6 separate regions of the Mus musculus genome follow, and all the other regions are linked to region 6. Evidence: chromatin contacts called from public HiCAR-type, HiChIP or PLAC-seq and promoter capture Hi-C data. All regions are on one chromosome and are shown on one strand. Each heading gives the region's core, a stretch centred on a gene start, on an enhancer-like site or on the middle of the called end of the contact. The rest is flanking DNA. Distances are from core to core; before and after follow the strand shown. Region 1 overlaps Magi1 (membrane associated guanylate kinase, WW and PDZ domain containing 1). Region 2 overlaps Magi1 (membrane associated guanylate kinase, WW and PDZ domain containing 1). Region 3 has its middle 97 kb from the start of Gm22312. Region 4 has its middle 65 kb from the start of Gm22312. Region 5 overlaps Magi1 (membrane associated guanylate kinase, WW and PDZ domain containing 1). Region 6 holds the start of Adamts9 (a disintegrin-like and metallopeptidase (reprolysin type) with thrombospondin type 1 motif, 9).

Region 1 (2,727 bases), core at 9-2,508, 760 kb after region 6:
ATTTACATTGTCTTGCTACTTTAATTTAAACCAGGGAAATCAAATAGTTTTCAAGTCATCTCAAAACTCAAACCAAACTAGCTGACTGCCACCAGCTGCATGGTAAAAGAGCTTTGGTGGCCTGGAATGAGTTCTAAGGACACAATCTGTGGTGGAATGGGACCATTTTCAATGGCTGCCATTAGACTCTTATATTGGCATTTAATAACATCATATTGTAATTACTTATATATCACTTAAAGTAAGCTACATTAGTATTTTTTTAAGGGCCAATTAATTTTATCTGGTAGGTAACTGCTACTCTGATATTAAGACCACAGAGAACCCACAGTTTCACACCATACTTGTTCAGTAAATCAACTGACACAACGGTTAATCATCCTCTTCTGGAGTCTGCCATACCGGCGTTGAGTATAGGCTGGATGCAAAGGGGAACTGGAAAGACATACGCTTCAGGAAAGAACAGATATGCCGCAGCTTTCTTAAAGTGGCAGAGTCAGAGACGGAAATACCCTCCGAGGCACAGGCATGGCAGGAAGGGGGTGCTAAAACCAGACAGCATTTGGAGAAGCGTTCTTTGTGAGTTGATCCTGAAAGGGTATTTTAAAAATTGCAGAGGAAATCAGGGATTCCCTAGAACCGGCCAGCTCTTTGGCTTTTCAGTGAGGGACAAAGAAAAGCCTTGAGGGGCAAAACAAGAGCAAGGTGCTGGTATGAGGGCGAGCTCATTTCGCAGCCCAAACCTGGCTTCTGTTCTTTGCATCCCGAGCTGACCTTTTCTCACAGTCCTGATGGGCTCTTGAGAGGATTATCTCCTAGTGAAGAGGAAGTCTGAGTTCTGGTTGGTGAGGGGGCAAGTGGCGGGAGGATGTATGGTCAACTAGCACTCTCTGGACGTCTTTCTGGATCATATGCAAACAGCATATTAAACTACATCTGAATGACAGCAGGGCTGGCGAGAAACAAACCATCTGGAAAGTCTGAGCTCGATCACATTTGCAAACATTTGCTAAAATAGAAGCTTGAGGAGGCAGACGCAGACAAGAGCACGGTCTGGAGGAATGAATGAAAAACATACCGGCAAAGACCACTTTCCGCCTCACTGTGAGATTGACATGGCCTTGCTTGGCAGCTTGTTGCATAAGCTGGACCACGAGCTGGTGTGATTTCCCAATTACTGGTGTCCCATCCACACAGATTAATTCATCTCCAGACCTCAGGCGGCCGTCTGTGTCAGCAGCACCCAGCGGTACGATGTGACCGATATAAATCTGTTGAGTAATCAGATGACGAGTGAAACACTGCCCTGTGTTGGGTTTACTATCAAGACTGATGGCCCATGCATCTCTAAAAATAAATTCACTTTACTCATATCCACATGCATGCCACAAACAATTATTGAGCACCTACTGTGTATAAGGCATTGTGCACCTACTGTGTATAAGGCATTGTGCCAGGTCCTGTAGCAGTTTGTGGAAAGAGTAACTATTTGTTACAGGGCTCTCTGAAATAGATGCATCTGTGGTCTGTCAATCATGTATTTTTCTTCTACTCTGGGAAAATGACCACTATTTCCTTACATGAAAGGCTTTTCCTCATTTCCTGTCGATTCAAGAAACTCACTTTCATTGCACCCCACTAATTATATTGACACCTCTTCTCTTAAAGGGTCTAGTACTGTCTGCTTAGCAGTAGGGCATTTCACTAAACAGTATAAAAGGAGGGAAAAATGAAGCAGTCTGGCCATCTTTCAGGACCATAAGGCAGAGGAATGCTTATATCTAATGTCTTGAAGTTTCACTGTTCACTAAATGTGAGTTTAAATATTGGTGTGTGGCTTTGCCTTCTCAGTAGACAATAATGCTATCCTTTTCTTTACATGACATTTAGAGTTTAGAAGGTACAGGAACAAAAGGATGAAGGACTTGGGCTGTGTCAGACCCTCCATTTATACTACCTCTGTGACCTTGGGCCAGCTAATTAATCTTTCTGGGGCTTTTATTTTCTGGTTTGAAAAACAGGAATACATCCTGGATAACGGAGAGAACATGTGTTAAAAGTCTTTAGCGAGCACACCACACACACAGTAACTGCTCCAGGAATAACAGCTTTTATTCCAAAGGGACAAGGCTTCTTCTCTTTTGTTTTCCCTGCAAAGGACGTTGTGACATTAAAGTCAACTTACTCTATGAGACTGAGGCCCAGGAAGGAGACTTGGTGTTTCTACATCACTGTTCAGGGGCCTTTTTCTGTTCTTTAAAGACAGGGTGCCATTTTCCTGAACCAGTACTGCTGCCTGGGGAAGTTCCCTCTGTGCTCTAGTCATTTACTACACAGACCCCTCCCGACACTGTCTACTCAAGTACACATACCCTCTCCCTGTTGCACATGCCACAGAGCTTTGTTAGGATGCTCAATTTGCCCTTTGCTTTCCTTCTTAGTGTGTGTGTGTGTGTGTGTGTGTGTGTGTGTGTGTGTGTGTGTGTGGACAGCTGCTCACATTCCCCAGCACACACAGAAGCTGTACAGAACATTACTTTCCTTCTTCCTCAAGACAAACAACAACAACAACAACAACAACAACAACACATGCAGCTCCACAAAAAGCCAGTCTGAGATCCATACTACCCAGCATGAAAGAGCCCAGAGCCACAGCTAGCTGGATTCCTATCTTGGTGATCTGTCATTGCTGCCGATTTCCTTTGAAGCCTTAGCAAACAGCACTGG
Region 2 (2,885 bases), core at 75-2,574, 910 kb after region 6:
TAAATCAGCCACATACAGTGAGGCCAACATGCCTTTGCTCCCGCCCTCTTCTGTCCACTCCTACTGTGATACTACAAAGACATTGTTTCCCCCTGAAAGCTATGCTCAACCCTCTTAGGAAGACCCAGCCTCTGGTGTTTCCCTACCATGTCATCATGTTCTACATCTTCCCGTAGCATCTGCTATAAGCATCAGTCTACTGTTCTATGCTCATCATTCTCTATAAACTGTACTACATCACCTGCATCACCCCATGGCTGAATGCTCAACATTCAGAAGAAGACATAGGATGGAAACAGTGAAGATGGGTGGGTTCTAAATGAGAGTCTCCAAAGGCTGGCTGGCTAAGCTTTGTAAGAAAAGTCAAATTCAGGTGATTGGCATCAGATTCAAATGTTTCCAAAATAACTTTCCAAACCCTCTCCTTCCACTGCAGAATCACTGGAGTGTGACATGAAAGGAAGCAGTCACTCACTGTCATAGAAACAGTAGGACCATTTACATTCTCAGTTAACACACGGGTCAAAACCAGGAGACACTGCTGGGAACCAGGGGAGTAACAGCTTCAACAGACAACAAACACCACAGTCAGGAATGATCCTTTATGTGGTACAAACCCAAGGGCTATCCTTTAGTCAGGCTGAAGGGCACGCAGCATCCTTTTTCTGATCTGTCCCTCTCTCAAATCCTGAGACATTTCTCTTGTGTGCCAAGTACTTTCTGAAACATACATTCAAAAATCAATCACGTGAAAGGAGATGCATAATGCGACACTCCCAGATATGGCAGATAAAATATAACGGTGTCTAAAAGAAGTGTGTAATTGGACTAAAAAAATAATTACTGCATCAACGTGGTTCTCATCAATCAGCAAGATCTGTTAGAGACTATAATCTCAGCTAATATAGCCCAACGTCAATTTATGTCCAATATAGATGAACCCCAAACAGCCATGTTCTCTCCCTTTGCCCTTGCATCCTCACTATCTCCTCCCCCCTCAGGGAAACAAGGCACACATGCACACACATAAACTACCACCAAACAGAACTTTCTCCACTGCTCCCAGGGGGCCATTTGAAAGAAAATACCATTCTCTAGGGAACAAGAATACCACCCCCTGGGGAGGCCCTGTCCTTTTAACCTGTCTCTGAGTTTGTGATTGTGGGCCAAAGCATATGTGCTCAATAACAGGAGTGTAAGGAAACATATGTTAAGTAACTCTGCAGCACAACTTGGGATGAAAAGCAGGGCACTGCTTTGCCTGCTGCTGGAAACACAAAGGAATTGGCCTTCCCAGCTTCAGATGGGGTGTGTGCAGCTAGTTAGCATGTGAATCGGTTGCCCTGCATGGAGCACTTTCTGAAGACATGACAGGTGGCTCTTCACAGAACTACAGCATATGCACCAAATGTCCCTCTCACTGTTTCATCAGTACTTTGTCAAGTATGTTTTCCTTCTAGGATTAGAAACACAGAGGACTTCTTGGTCACTGGCAAGGCGTTCTAAACAGAGCAGGATCAGCCCCCGCTATAAGGGCAGCAGCTCTGCCTCCCTGCACATTCTGTTATGAAGGAAATGTGTTTCTGCTTCCTCACGAATCTAAGGCAACATTCAGATCAAATCACAGGCTGAAAGGGCTTGGCAATCAGATAGGCTCAGAGGGAAGTCCGAAGCCACACGCCAGGCCGACTCAGACACTCGGTAGCTAAGGCAATCATCACCACCAACAGAAGACTTCTTAATTTGTATTTGCTACTGGACCACTTTATCTAAAATAGCAATGTGCCCTTTATTCCATCAGCTCATGCTGCTTTATTACGCTCCACTGAAGTATGCATCACCACTGGCATTTTACATTTCTTTTGGGTTTATATATTACCTTTTTTTTTTCTAATTGAGAGGAAACAGGATCTAATGCAGAACAAGCTGGCTTCGAACTCAGTGCTGCAGATGAGACCTGCCTTAATTTCCCGACTCACACCTTTACCTCCTGGGATTAGAGGTATTCCTCCCCAGATCCACTTCTATATCCCTGCTTCATAATGGGGAGCTTGGTGAAGCTTACTGCTATATGCACAGTACCAAGAAGAAAGAGAATCCCATAGCTAAAAAATAGGAGACTAGATATAAATCTAAAATATATAAAGAGCTATATATTTTTTATTTGTTTTGAAAAGGACCTGTATTATAATAAAAAGGATCTTTTGTTTTTGTTTGGGGGGCAGGGTCTCATGTAGCCTAGGTTGGCCTTAAACTCAAAGTGTAACAAAGGCTGACCTTGAATTTCCGATCATCCTGTTTCCGTATCCCCTGGGCTTAGAGATGTACCATCAATCATGGTATATCCAGAGCTAGAAGCTGAACCCACCAGGGCTTTGGGAATGTTATACAAGCACTCTACCAACTGAGCTACATCCCTAGCTGTGTTTTGACCAAGGAGTTTTGATATAGTAGATATTGATCTAAAAATAAAAATTATCACTTTTTTCCCCCAACAAACAGACATCATAGTGCATTTCCAGAAGCTTCCTGAGAGCAGTGGAGAGCTCAAGGCCCTTCAGCTCTGCCTCTCAGGGCTTCCGTTCATCTACCCCGAGTTTCATCCACACTGTACGACCACACCTTTCCCGATGAACTGACCCTCTCGCTTCTTGCTCAGGGCAACAGCAAACGTAGCCATGCTGATGGCACACAACGACCAGTGTGCTGTGAGAGGGAAGGACGAGGAAGAGCAGCAGCAAGGTGCTGCTTAGCTTCATGGTTCCCGGTGGTGGAAGGAAGAACCAGCCTGCCTCCATTTTAGGCTTAAAAAAAATCTTAGCTGTAAAGGCAAACCCGGTTCATTCCTGTTTATGACTAAACCTCTGTTTCACAAGGATTATACT
Region 3 (2,700 bases), core at 132-2,631, 660 kb after region 6:
GACAAATCATTAGAAAGTGGGCACTGGACATAAATGATTGTGTAAAGGCCTGCAAATGGCTAACAGGTGTGTGCAAAATATTCACTGTCACTCCCTGTGAAGGAAACGTTAGTTAAACTATATGGAGACTGCCGCAGACCTTCTGGGTCCCTATGTCTGCGTGGAACGGGGTCTCTCGATGCGGGTGGGCAAAGCGTGGATGAATGACAGACAGACACACACGCAGGAGAGTTTGTGTGGAATCTGAATGTAATTTTACAACTCGAGCATCAGACTTTTTATGCAGAGGACAATAAGGAAGTTGGGTGACATATTCGCAAGGTACAATTGAGGTAACCGGAATCTTACATAAAACAGAGGAATGTAAACACAAAAGGTCTAACGGGAACCACCCAGGATAGAATACATTGATAACAGCTGGGATCAACAAGGGCTCCACCTAAAATTCACTAATCTTAGAAGCCAGGGTCAAGGGCTTCGCGTCCTTGCCACAGTTCCTAATTTAGTCTCTTGTATAGTCCACCTTCCCCTTAGGCCATTGTAAATAGGTGTGTATGGGTGTAACTCTGCTATAGTATCTATTCTGGTTTTTCCTTTGGTCTGAAACTTCCTTCTTTTTAAGTGATGGTAAATTCCTGTGTAAGGGAGTGACTTAGCTTTTACAATCTTGCTGAATTCTAAACCCTTGATCTTGGTCAAGGACACCCTTGGACTGTTGGAACACTGGCGGAAGGCTTTAGCCATGTCAGAGCACTTATAGGAAAATACTGAAAGAGAGCACGTGGATCCATACTCTAGACTAGCGCGGTAATGGAACTTGGGAATGAAAAATTAATGTATGGGTAGAGAACACTAGACTCCAGGAGGAGAGCTTCCTTGAAACTCTTTTGCCTCATGAGTGACTTTTAAGCCTTTCGGCTTGTCCAGTTGACTCGACCAGAGAGCGTAGCAGGAGACATCACCTCACTGTAGCAGTGAGTATTATGGAGCTGATAACAAAGGCTAGTGAGTGTGTGTAGGAAAAAAACCCAGCCACACTGTTGGGGTAACTGTAAGTTAGTATGGCTGTCTGGAGACTGTAAAAACTATATCAAGCCAGATGTAACCAGGCTCTCCCATTCTTTTGTATGTATCCAAACAACACAGCAAGGGGACACAGTTCTCTTAGGTGCATTACAACAGTGCTCATCACAGCTGAATAGCAAACTCAACCTAAACGTCTGTCACATGACGAGTGGAGGAAGAAACCTGGTACAAATTCACAATGGGATGCTGGGATGCTATTCAGCCAGAAAAGGCTGAAATTCTGTCCTGGGTGATAACACACATGATGCTAGATCATTATGTTCAGTGACATAAGACAATCACAGAGTGGCAAAGGGTGTGTGCTGTCACGTACACACAGAGGTAAAGAGGTTGGTTTTATAGAAGGCACCAGAAAGATGGTGTTTGTAAGAGGCCAGGGAGAGTAGAAAGGAAACAGGGTGGGGAAATGCTTGTCAGTAGATGCTACGTTATAGTTACATAGGACTAAGGAGGTCTGCGGGGCTACAGAAGAAAATAATGTGCTGTTCTGTAATAAAGGGTCAAGGTCAGGTTTTTTTTTTTTTAAAAATCTTTATATAAAGAAATGGCAGGTATTTGAAGACACAGATGCATGGGACAATGCATATATTACCAAACATCTCATGCTACTCATAAATATGCATGATTTATGTGTTTATGTATCAGTCTAAAATGAATTTAACTTTTTTCAATTGCTTTGTAATCATATTTTTATGAAAATATTTTTCATAGAATACATTCTGATCTTGATCTCTCCTCCCTCACCTCCCCACCCATCCAACAAAAAACAACGTTTTTTTGTTGGTTTTTGTTTATGAAAATGAACAGGCAAATAAAAAACAAATCGGACCAGAGCAAGTGGGGGTGGGAGAGTACCACAAGAAACACATTCACAAAACCAGACACAAAACCCTAAAAAAAAAAACAAAATCAATATACAAGCAAAAAAAAAAAAAAACCAACAAAACAAAACAAAAACAAAAACAACAACTCCTAAAATGACATTGAGTTTGTTTTGCATTGGCCATCTACTGCTGGCCATGGGGCCTGACCTTAACTGTGATTTGAATACCCAGTAACCACTAGAGAAAACTAAATTTCCCTTTGCAAGCAATTATCAATTGGAGATTGCTTCATCCCTTCTGTCTCTTACAGTCTTTCTGCCTCCTCTTCTATATAGTTCCCTGAGCCCTGAGGGGAAAGATTTGATGAATATATCCCATGTAGAGCTGAGTGGTCCAAGGTCTCTCACTCTCTGCACATTATCCAATTGTAAATCTCCATATCAATTCCTGTCTACTGTAAGAGGAAGATGGCTGAGCAGGCACTGATCTATGAGTATAGCAATATGCCATGAGGAGTCATTTTATTGTTATGTTCCTTTTCCAAAATGATAGTAGTTGATTTTACCCTAGGCCAATGACCTAGTTAGTCTCAGGTTCTTGGCCACCTGAATACTGTCAGTCATGGGTTCCATCTCATGGAATGGGCCTTAAATCAAATCAGATAGTGGTTGGTTACTCACACGACTTTCATGCCACTGTTGTACTGTATCATATAGGCAGGCTGCTATTGTAGCTGGGTTGTGCAGAATAACTTCTAGTACCAAGAACACTAGTCAGTAGGGTTGAAGGC
Region 4 (3,034 bases), core at 253-2,752, 630 kb after region 6:
AGTGGGGCTACAGTGATCACACACACACACACACACACACACACACTTCCAAAGTAAGAGACATGTTTTATTAGCAAAATGAATGCCCAGCAAACAAAATTGTAAATACTGCATATACCAGTTTTTACCTGCATTGGTACCATCTGCCTCTCCTACCTTTCATATAGTCTCTTCAGTGAAACCCAGTGGGTCTCCTCCCTCACCTCCATCCTTCCTAAGGGTAACTGACCCCATTCATTCTGTGAGACTCAGCTCTATGGTTAGATCCTGTAAGAGATTTTCTCTGGCTGCCCACAACATTATAACCTTGGGCAGGAGTAGAAGCCCCCAAGAATCATACAGTTCCTTTTAGTCACCCCTGTCATTAGACTTTCGTTTATGTAACAGTCTTCATTCCTGAACTAACTCTCTTAAGCACAGGTCATTATCTAATTCAGTCCCCTGGTCTGTAAAATTAGCGCAGCTCCTGGTATCTAGTCCGTACCCAGTCTTTGTCAACTGAATGAATGTATGAAAGAAATTTTAGCATAAAATTGACCAAAAATTTACACACAGAGAGAAAGGAGAGAATTCAGAATAGTTAACAGCCAATCAGAAAGACTCCACCTATAGTTACAGAGCAGGAGGAAGAGGCCGAGAAGTATGCTGGGATGGCTAAGTGTAGTTGCTCCAGCTACTGGAACAAGGGAGCTCCTGGGTGCCAGGGACAACAAAAAGCACCAAGCTACCTTCTGTGTGCAATGGTACTGTTCATCATCTGCCACAGGTAGAGATGCTGTTGCATAATTGATAATTTCCCATCATATACCTATCCATATGCATTGAAATATATATACATACATTACATATGTGAAATAAAGGTCTGCATCACTTTGTTTTCTCTACACAGCCTCATAGAAAACCTTCAGTAGTATCCAGGAAGTATGCCTTTGGTTGGAAGGATACAAAGCCCCCTTGCCCATGATACTCACCTTCCACAGTATCTGCTCTAGCTTCAGCTCCCAGGCCAAGAGCCTCAATAACTCCCTTAGAGATGGCAGCCAAGATGATGTAAGTTCCCATGGCATTTGCCTCTCTTATATGCAGTCTAATGCTAAGCACAGCTCCCCCAGACTCACTCCATTTCCCAAAGAGAGCACACATTAGGCATCTCAGGAGAACTTAATGCAACAAGGGTTGGGAGAACCTTTAGACAAGCTAATTGTGTATTCGCAAAGGAAGCAGCACTGGCCAGGTCCTGCCAGTAGGTGAATTTATGACACATAATTCTTTCAGAATGAGACATGCAAATTAAATCAATTAAATTAAACCTGGCTGTGCTCCGCCATTCTAGAGCACACACACTCATGGTCCCATTAATTGAAACAGTACAGAAGGAGTCTTAGATTCAGGGTAATAAGTTGTGTCTGAGATAATCAACAGGCAGTGCATTCAGATTAGGGCTGAGTAAGAGGAACAGATGTTAAATCATTCAGGGATCCAGTATTGCATGCCAGAGAGGCTGGTCATGTGGCACTGACTATCAAAAGGGAGTGCAGCTTTCATTCTGTTGGCAAGGTGCACAGCTTGCTCAGGAAAGAAGCTGCTTTCTCTCCAGACACGAAGCAGACACGAGGAGGAGGGAGGGCAGTGGTTAGGACTTGAAGTGAAAGAAATCCAGTTTCAGAATAGAACTGGGTCGACGGCAGAACTCAAGCACCTATACACACATTCCTGGCTGCCTGAGACAGAAACAAGGGTACATCCTAGATGCCTCCTCCCACCCTAACAACTCTGCCCCACAGCTAAGCTATCACTGAGTCCTTCCTTTCTCTGCCTCCTAGTTTTGCTCTTAATTCATCAATCTTGCTCTCACTGGTCCTATCACCCAAGACTATCCGCCCCTCTTCAAGATGTCTCAAATGACCTCATATTGATTTGCCTGATTCTTTGTTTCCCTCTGATCCACCCTCCTCACAGACACTTTATAAGGCTTTATGTTCTTTTATAAAAATTGAATTGTGTCCCTCCTTGACAAAAAAAAACAAAAAACAAAAAACAAAAAACCCTCAATTGACTTCCCTGGTATTTTGAACAAAATCTCAGCTTTGTATGGCAATCTAATTAGCAAAACAGAACAGGTCCCTTATGTAGTCTATGGGCCCAGCTGGTCCCTATGCATCCATTTGGCCATGCTGGTCCATTTCAATATCCTCAAAGATAGTAAGCTCTTCCCTTCTCAGTCCCTTTGCAACACCACTCCTTCTTCCTGGGATAGTCTTCCCGCATTCACCCCAGCCTCACTCCTAACCTCTTTGTCTGGCTAGCCCCTCTTGTCTTACGGTCACGCCTTAAAAGTGACCTCAATATTCCCTTTGCTGAATACAATACACAAATAACATCCTTTCCCGTTTCAAACCCTAAGACCTGCGAGGAGCGTCCTTCCCCAGAGCAGTGGTTCCCACCTCCCGATGCTGTGATCCTTTAATACAGTTCCCCAGGTTGTGGTGACCCCTGGCCATTAAACTGTTTTTGTTCCCGCTTTATAACTGTAATTTCGTTATTCTTGTGAATTGTAATACAAATATCTGTGTTTTCCAGGGGTCGTAGGTAAGCCCTGTGAAAGGGTCATTGGACCTCCATCCCCGAAGGGGTCATGATCAATATCCAGAAGCTTATTGGATACTTTCTATGGTTTCCTCATTACCAGAAACTGAGAAACAGTAACCACAATTCACACCCAGGCAACCCAAGCCCATCCGTGCCTAGACAGTAGCGATGAGAGATTAAATACTCAGAGATCTTCTCCTGCTGGGACCCATTTTCTCTGTCAGCAGGCACACTGCAAAAGGAATGACGGGAGCCCACTTGAGCTGATTTGCCTTCAATCTAGTCAACAAGGCGAAGCAATTTAGCCTTGTACATTCTAACTGAGCCTTAATGACCCAACCCAGGGAGATCCCTATTAACATATCAGGGAGATTGGCTGAGAAGTTTGATTGCCCCTCTGGAGATCTATTAATCCATGATTCATTAATCTATTAGAGAAAGATTC
Region 5 (2,892 bases), core at 24-2,523, 830 kb after region 6:
AGGAAGAGCAGGAATGAGACAGAAAAGAGAAAGACAAATTCAGACACCAGCACCAAGAGAGAAACTCCATTAGAAAAACAGCAGGAAAAAAAAAAAAAAAAAAAAAAAAAAAAAAAAAACATCATTACAGCGACCTTACCTGAATTGTGGTTAGTTTCACTGGCTTTGGCTAGTAAACTTCTGACCTCAGTGTAAATCACAAAATGGTAAGAGCTGATATTGGCAAAATAATTAGACGGCTCATTTCCTTGCATGTCAAAATGTTATTTGATTGGTTGTAAATGATGACAAATACCTCTGAGGTTTCTATGTTCTTAAGTGGGAAGTCACTTATTACAGACCTTATTTGCAGCAGACAAAGCCGTGAGACCTTTCGATATAGGTCCTTTTAATCCTTCAATAATCCTCTCATCACAGAAGCAATTACACTCGCAATTAGAGCATTACTTAACTTAAAAGTAATGCGGCTTGGAAAAGGGAAAGTGAGGTCAAATTGAAAAGGGAGATTGTATAATGTCCCCAGTGCCTTTCAAGAGGGGGAGAAAGATCAACTATGCCACGGTGATACATATCAAGGAAATGATGCTTGAAGGCTGCGCTGAAGGGGCATCATGGCAGGCAGAGCTCACCGATTTGAGTTTGTTTGTTGATTTGTACATAAGCTTTCTAAGCCAACGGTTCAGACATAGTTGAGTGTAAATTGTGCTCAATTATTTCAGCTAGCAAAACAAGTCACCTCTGACCTCCTCTGGCTGTCAATAAAATAAGTTGGTTATTACTGAGATGAGAACATGGCACAGCACACAACATTCATTTTGTTGTTAAAGGCTCCCGAGCTACAGAGAGCAGGTGGCTGTCGCCTACCCTGGAAGGAAGCTACATGACCCCAGAGGCAAGGGGGTTCAAACCTCTTTCCAGTGTATATGCCAGTGTTCAGGGTACACTGTGGACTGTCTTAGATACTAACCATTAATCAGCTAATCCTGGTAGCTAGTTTGACCTCAGGATTCTGTCTCTGCCTCCTGGTAGAGTCTACAGACAGGCTGCCATGCCCAGCTGGCATGAGCAATCAGTTTTGAATAGCATTCTTTTTGTTGTTATTATTGTTTAAATGATCAGATTTAAATAAAATAAGGTCTGTAATAAGTGACTTCCCACTTAAGAACAAGGAAACCTCAAAGATATTACAAAATGCAAAACTGCCTATTTAGTATTACCTAATGAGGTGCACGGGAAGGCTTGCTCACCCCACCCCCACCCCAGTGAGTATGTGCCAGCCACTGTGTTAGGCAACTGTTAAAACTGGCACAAATACAATGACTCTTTTGGAAGAAAAGACATGTACAAAACTAAACAAAATTCAGTGAAATTAAGACCATGCCTAAGTCTCCAGAGTACGCTACACACTAGAGTGACGTGAATGTATGTATCTGAAGCCAAGGTCATGGAAATGGTATCTGAGCTACAATGTGAAAGATGCATGGGTGTCAATGAAAACCACTCAATTCAAGCTCTGTGAGAGTCGGATGCTTTGCTGTCGCATTCACTGACATGTCTGCAGGGTCTCCAACGGATGGATGTCTCACATAGAAGATATTCAGCAACTGTGAGCAATGTGACCACATTCTAAGGAGGAAGCCCTGAGCATCCAACTGTTAGGCAGCAACTCAGCGAGGTCTAGAGGGAGTGCAAAGCAAAAGGCAGGGCAGGGCAGAGCAGAGCGAGGGTGGCTGGACAGGCAGACCAGAACAGGCAGTTACTAAGCAACCAGAGAGGCCCCAGCAGTGCAGAGAAGACACCCTCACACTGACATAGAAAACAAAACAAAACAACCCCCAAAGCAACCAACTGCTGAGAGCAGCAGAAGGAAGGGATCTGGGTAGGAGACTTGTGTAACCCAGCTAGGAGCTCTACAGGTGGGGAAGAAAAGATGGAGTGGATTTCAGACATATTAAGGAAGCATGTGAACTGAGCTGACTCGTGCATTAGAAATGGAGGTGAAGAAAGGTGATGGATCAATTGGATTCCTGAATGTGTACCCATTTACTTCCAACCAACACGAGGAGCATTGAGTATAGGGTCAATAGTTCAGTTCTAATTATCCTGAGTCAGAAATCTCTTTGAGACAGCCCGCTGGAGCAAAAACACAGGCAACTAAAAATATTGACCTGATACTACAAGGAAGGTCAAGACTTCTAATGGTGCTAGACAAATATTGATGACCAAAGGAGTAATTATATTTATGAATAAAATTCCATGGGCAGGTGGAGCAGAGTATAAGACTTTTAACTGTATAGTACTTTGCAGGCACAGTATGTGTGAGAAGTAGAATTTCTTGATCCAGATCATGACAGCAAACAGTGAGGCAAGGCAGCTCTGTGCTTACAGCAAAACCACAAACTGACAGCTGCCATTATGTGACTATGTGTTTATGCTGTCTATGCACTCATATATCATTCTAAATGAATGAAATATGTGATTCTAATATTGATGAGATAATTACTGAATGACCTGCACTGGATATGCATGTATACTTGTGTCAAGGAAAATGCTGTTAGTGAAAAAAAAAATTTCTGTAGCCCTTCTTAATGCACCCGTTCCACAGCAGTTTTCTCAATGAAAGGCCTTCTATCATCTATTATCATACATTTCCCATGTACTTATGGTAGACATGGACTTTGAAGATCCAATGTAATAAAAATGGTTAAACTGCCTTCAAACTCATCTCTTGTCAAAGATATTAAACCTGTTCCATGAAGTTGTACTAAAGTACAGTTCACAGAAACCTTGTAGTGTTCTCATCTTTGAAAACTGGTTACCTATATATTATATTAAACAGAATCACTGAATACTCAGATGGCCATTACTCCCCACGTATGAGACACAGATCTG
Region 6 (2,746 bases), core at 50-2,549:
GAAACTGCTGGCCGAAGGCTGAGAGGCGGTAGTGCTCCTGGGAAGAGGTAGAGGAAGACGAAGAGGAGGCGAAGGCAGGCCAGGGGTCAGAGGCAGAGTTAATGCTTCGCCGCCTTCTTTTGAAGTGCACGTTCGTGGGAAAGGGTTCCCCGAGGGGGTTCACTCGGATGGGAGACGCGATCTCATATTCGCTCAGACTCTCTAATAATTTCACTGCAGGGAGAAACAGAGGCAAGTGAGCTAATCAGTCATTTCCCCCGAAAGCTTTAATTTAAAAAGAAGATGGGGGGCTTTGTCCTAATTTATTTCGCAGCCACTTCGAGTCAATTCCTTCACGCTCCACCACTGGATAAATATTTGTTGAGCGCCTACTGTAATAGTAACAGCCGAGAACTAGGTGAGGGGCCGAGACTACAGCATTTGAAGTCAGACAATGAACAAATATAAAAACATAAAATAATTACAGATTCTGATAAATATCCTAAATAAAATAAAATGTGTGCTATCTGGTGATCCAAGCTATTAATTAGGACTGGTTTGGGTCAAGGGATAAGGAGGGTAAAAAAAGTCAGGTAAAAAGGACTGGGGGTGGGGGTGGCCCTAAAATTCTTGCAGTGCTTCCTTCCCTAATAGTTGACTAAGGATGACCCAGAGAAGGGAGAGGTTCCGAAAGGAGAGGTAATTCTTTCTAGGAAAAGGAGAGAGGCCTCTACTGCGGGGTGCCCGCCCCAGAGCGTGTTCAAGAAGGTGGCGATGGAGTGTGTGGGGGCGTGGGGGGGGGGCTTCAGGGTTCAGAGCCATGTTACCTTGCCTCGGGTGCAGCCTGTCCTTGCGCACGGCCGCCGCGGAGTCAGGGCTCCTCATCTCAACCAGGTCCGGCACCAGGAGCGTTAGCAGTGTGGCCCAGGATACTAACTGCATGGTGCTCCTCACCCCTCCCCCCGCTTCTCCCACCCCCTCCCTCCTGCCGGCTTTGGTGGCTGGCGGCGACGCGAGGCAGCAGCCTTGGAGAGCGCGCGGAACCCCGGCGCCCTGCCGCCAACTTTTTGACTTTAGGAGTCGCTGAGGTCCTGCAGAGAGGGTCCCGTCTGCGCTCCGCTGAGCAACGCTGCCGCCTGCCGTGAGCTGAGGCGCTCGGGCCGCAGGAGGAGGAGAAGGAGGCGGAGGACTAGGGCTCGGCGGCTCGGCCGCATAATGTCCAGCCTGCGGGCAGGAGAAGGCGCGGAACGTGCGCTCCGAGGCGCGCCGGGCGCCCTTTGCTGGCTGAGTTAGCCGAGCCGCTTCTTGAATGGGGGGCCAGGGGGCGGGGGCCCCCGCGGGCGCTCAAATACCCTAGGTGCACGCCTCCAGGAGGAGGAGAGGGGAGGAGAAAACGGGGCAGGCGGCCCGCCTCCTTGTAGATCCTGTCCCCTCCTCGGCCGCGGGTGCCAGGACTCACCGCTTTAGGCCCCTCCAGCTGCCGGAGGCGGAGGCCAGAGGCGCCGGCAGTGCCGGAGCAATCGGTGGCCGTCCGCGTCACCTCCCCGAGGTGGGGTTAGCAGAGATTCCCTGAGAAGGAGGGAGAGCAGAGAAAGTTCTCTCTCTCTGAGGTGGCGCTCAGCCACCCACTCCGATTCCCCTTTCCTACTTTGGTCTCCGGTTTGGAATCTCTCTCTCGCCAGGTCTTGGTGTAGGTCTCTTTGGGCCCATGTCCCTTTTCTCTGATGGTCTCTTCCTTCTCCGCTTTCTACTGAGCCATCTCCACTTCTCCGTATCTGCCTGTCCTCTTCATTCTGCCCCCGTCTCTTTCCATCACCCAACTTGGCATTCCTTACAAGAGGAAAAAAAAAAAAAAAAGTAGCCTTGCGCCGTCCTAGTCCTACACTTGATCACTATGAACCAGATTTGTCACCTGAGCTCCACTCTACTTAATTGCCCCAAGTCAAGAGTTTTAAAGGCAGGGATCTATTTCAGTCCAGTAGTTCTAGTTGTGTTTCTGATCCGCAGTTCTCTGAAAGTTTCGCAACTGTTTAAACCCGGGTCTTCCCGGGACCTCTGTCCCTGTGGCGAGAGCTCTACAGGTTTCTGTAGCCCCCCCCCCCCCAAAAAAAGGTTAAGACGCTTACTGTGCGGTTAGAGAGGGTGGGGACTTGGAAGCCCCCAACTCTGCCCGACATTTGAGGGGAAGGGAGTAGGGAAGGACTGTGAGGCCATAGGTCCCGGGGAAGGCACTCGAACCTCCAGGGATTTCCAGTCACTTCCGCTTGCTCTCAGAATTAGAGAGGATGCAAGCAGGGAAGTGGCTCCAAGCAGATAGTTCAAGTTATCCATCATCTCCCTCGGGTTGAAGATAGACATTTGGAAGTCAGAACTCTAGAAAAGGAGAAAGGAACAGAGGGAGAAGGGGGAGGAAGTAAAGAGGGAAGATTGTTAAATCATGGATAGTTAAAAAAAGCACCTTTCTTCCTTAGCTCTCAGAGGAGAGGATGCGCCAATTCAAAGGGAAAGGAAAGGGCATTTTCAGTAACTGATATGACTAATAAAGTTATAATCGCCCAAGTTTCCTAGAACCGGAGTTCTCTGCTGCTTGGCCAGCCACTCAGAACTGAGAATATCAAAGTGCCAGTAGAGACCAGCCAACAGTGTGCTGGGAGTGCCACCCATCCTGGAAACAATGATGTATACAGTTCTGATGATAGCGGAAAAATGACTTGGCAGGTCTGCCAGTTCCTAAAGATGTTGTTAATCCAATTGGTTAGGCACCACT

Evidence for each region. Promoter capture Hi-C pulls out the DNA fragments that hold promoters and counts their contacts. HiCAR-type assays count read pairs that join an accessible place to other places. HiChIP or PLAC-seq counts read pairs in DNA pulled down with a chosen protein or histone mark.
Region 1: an H3K4me3 HiChIP or PLAC-seq map of forebrain shows a contact between it and region 6, with 8 times the contacts expected there. The contact joins the enhancer-like site here to the promoter of Adamts9 in region 6. A contact is called at or near these places in 11 of 39 promoter capture datasets (the 3T3-L1 cell line, HPC-7-derived erythroid cells, cranial neural crest and 5 more), 10 of 115 datasets of contacts at active chromatin or transcription factors (cardiomyocytes, craniofacial prominence, embryonic hindbrain and 5 more) and 1 of 9 other capture datasets (embryonic stem cells).
Region 2: a contact with region 6 is called in a HiCAR-type map of embryonic stem cells, with 5 times the contacts expected there. The contact joins the enhancer-like site here to the promoter of Adamts9 in region 6. A contact is called at or near these places in 6 of 39 promoter capture datasets (the 3T3-L1 cell line, 3T3-L1-derived adipocytes, the C10 cell line and 2 more), 2 of 484 Hi-C or Micro-C datasets (both in embryonic stem cells), 5 of 115 datasets of contacts at active chromatin or transcription factors (differentiating embryonic stem cells, embryonic stem cells and stem cell-derived neural progenitor cells) and 1 of 9 other capture datasets (embryonic stem cells).
Region 3: a promoter capture Hi-C map of embryonic stem cells shows a contact between it and region 6, with 4 times the contacts expected there. The contact joins the enhancer-like site here to the promoter of Adamts9 in region 6. A contact is called at or near these places in 9 of 39 promoter capture datasets (the 3T3-L1 cell line, 3T3-L1-derived adipocytes, embryonic stem cells and 4 more), 2 of 484 Hi-C or Micro-C datasets (embryonic stem cells and uterus), 12 of 115 datasets of contacts at active chromatin or transcription factors (embryonic forebrain, embryonic hindbrain, embryonic limb bud and 3 more) and 1 of 9 other capture datasets (embryonic stem cells).
Region 4: an H3K4me3 HiChIP or PLAC-seq map of stem cell-derived neural progenitor cells shows a contact between it and region 6, with 4 times the contacts expected there. The contact joins the enhancer-like site here to the promoter of Adamts9 in region 6. A contact is called at or near these places in 12 of 39 promoter capture datasets (the 3T3-L1 cell line, cancer-associated fibroblasts, cranial neural crest and 5 more) and 13 of 115 datasets of contacts at active chromatin or transcription factors (astrocytes, craniofacial prominence, embryonic basal ganglia and 7 more).
Region 5: a HiCAR-type map of astrocytes shows a contact between it and region 6, with 2.4 times the contacts expected there. The contact joins the enhancer-like site here to the promoter of Adamts9 in region 6. A contact is called at or near these places in 5 of 39 promoter capture datasets (the 3T3-L1 cell line, cranial neural crest, embryonic stem cells and 2 more), 2 of 15 datasets of contacts at CTCF or cohesin (embryonic stem cells and stem cell-derived epiblast-like cells), 10 of 484 Hi-C or Micro-C datasets (the STO cell line, embryonic fibroblasts, embryonic stem cells and 3 more), 17 of 115 datasets of contacts at active chromatin or transcription factors (astrocytes, craniofacial prominence, embryonic forebrain and 5 more) and 2 of 9 other capture datasets (adipose tissue and embryonic stem cells).

What each region holds. Positions count from the first base shown.
Region 1 is chr6:93,698,538-93,701,264 of GRCm38.p6, forward strand. It overlaps Magi1 (membrane associated guanylate kinase, WW and PDZ domain containing 1), which reads right to left. Exons shown (of 24, transcript NM_001029850.4): 17 at 1,079-1,271. Among named protein-coding and RNA genes, the nearest start is that of Gm23035, 94 kb to the right of the region's middle. Within about 2 kb of position 1,259, at least 17 of the 459 cell types and tissues checked have an H3K27ac peak or open chromatin away from gene starts, as enhancers often do. A contact at or near this core is called in forebrain and hippocampal neurons, where this site is marked.
Region 2 is chr6:93,848,142-93,851,026 of GRCm38.p6, forward strand. All of the region lies in intron 2 of Magi1 (membrane associated guanylate kinase, WW and PDZ domain containing 1), which reads right to left. Among named protein-coding and RNA genes, the nearest start is that of Gm22840, 41 kb to the right of the region's middle. Within about 2 kb of position 1,325, at least 54 of the 459 cell types and tissues checked have an H3K27ac peak or open chromatin away from gene starts, as enhancers often do. A contact at or near this core is called in differentiating embryonic stem cells, embryonic stem cells and stem cell-derived epiblast-like cells, where this site is marked.
Region 3 is chr6:93,605,225-93,607,924 of GRCm38.p6, forward strand. No RefSeq gene overlaps it. Among named protein-coding and RNA genes, the nearest start is that of Gm22312, 97 kb to the left of the region's middle. Within about 2 kb of position 1,382, at least 8 of the 459 cell types and tissues checked have an H3K27ac peak or open chromatin away from gene starts, as enhancers often do. A contact at or near this core is called in embryonic stem cells, where this site is marked.
Region 4 is chr6:93,572,674-93,575,707 of GRCm38.p6, forward strand. No RefSeq gene overlaps it. Among named protein-coding and RNA genes, the nearest start is that of Gm22312, 65 kb to the left of the region's middle. Within about 2 kb of position 1,503, at least 32 of the 459 cell types and tissues checked have an H3K27ac peak or open chromatin away from gene starts, as enhancers often do. A contact at or near this core is called in stem cell-derived neural progenitor cells, where this site is marked.
Region 5 is chr6:93,769,553-93,772,444 of GRCm38.p6, forward strand. The region is part of intron 6 of Magi1 (membrane associated guanylate kinase, WW and PDZ domain containing 1); the gene reads right to left. Among named protein-coding and RNA genes, the nearest start is that of Gm23035, 23 kb to the right of the region's middle. Within about 2 kb of position 1,274, at least 55 of the 459 cell types and tissues checked have an H3K27ac peak or open chromatin away from gene starts, as enhancers often do. A contact at or near this core is called in adipose tissue, astrocytes, forebrain and 2 more, where this site is marked.
Region 6 is chr6:92,942,235-92,944,980 of GRCm38.p6, forward strand. Adamts9 (a disintegrin-like and metallopeptidase (reprolysin type) with thrombospondin type 1 motif, 9) reads right to left here and starts at 1,300. Exons shown (of 40, transcript NM_175314.4): 1 at 807-1,300; 2 at 1-213. The coding sequence starts at 921. All of the region lies in intron 1 of 9530026P05Rik (RIKEN cDNA 9530026P05 gene), which reads left to right.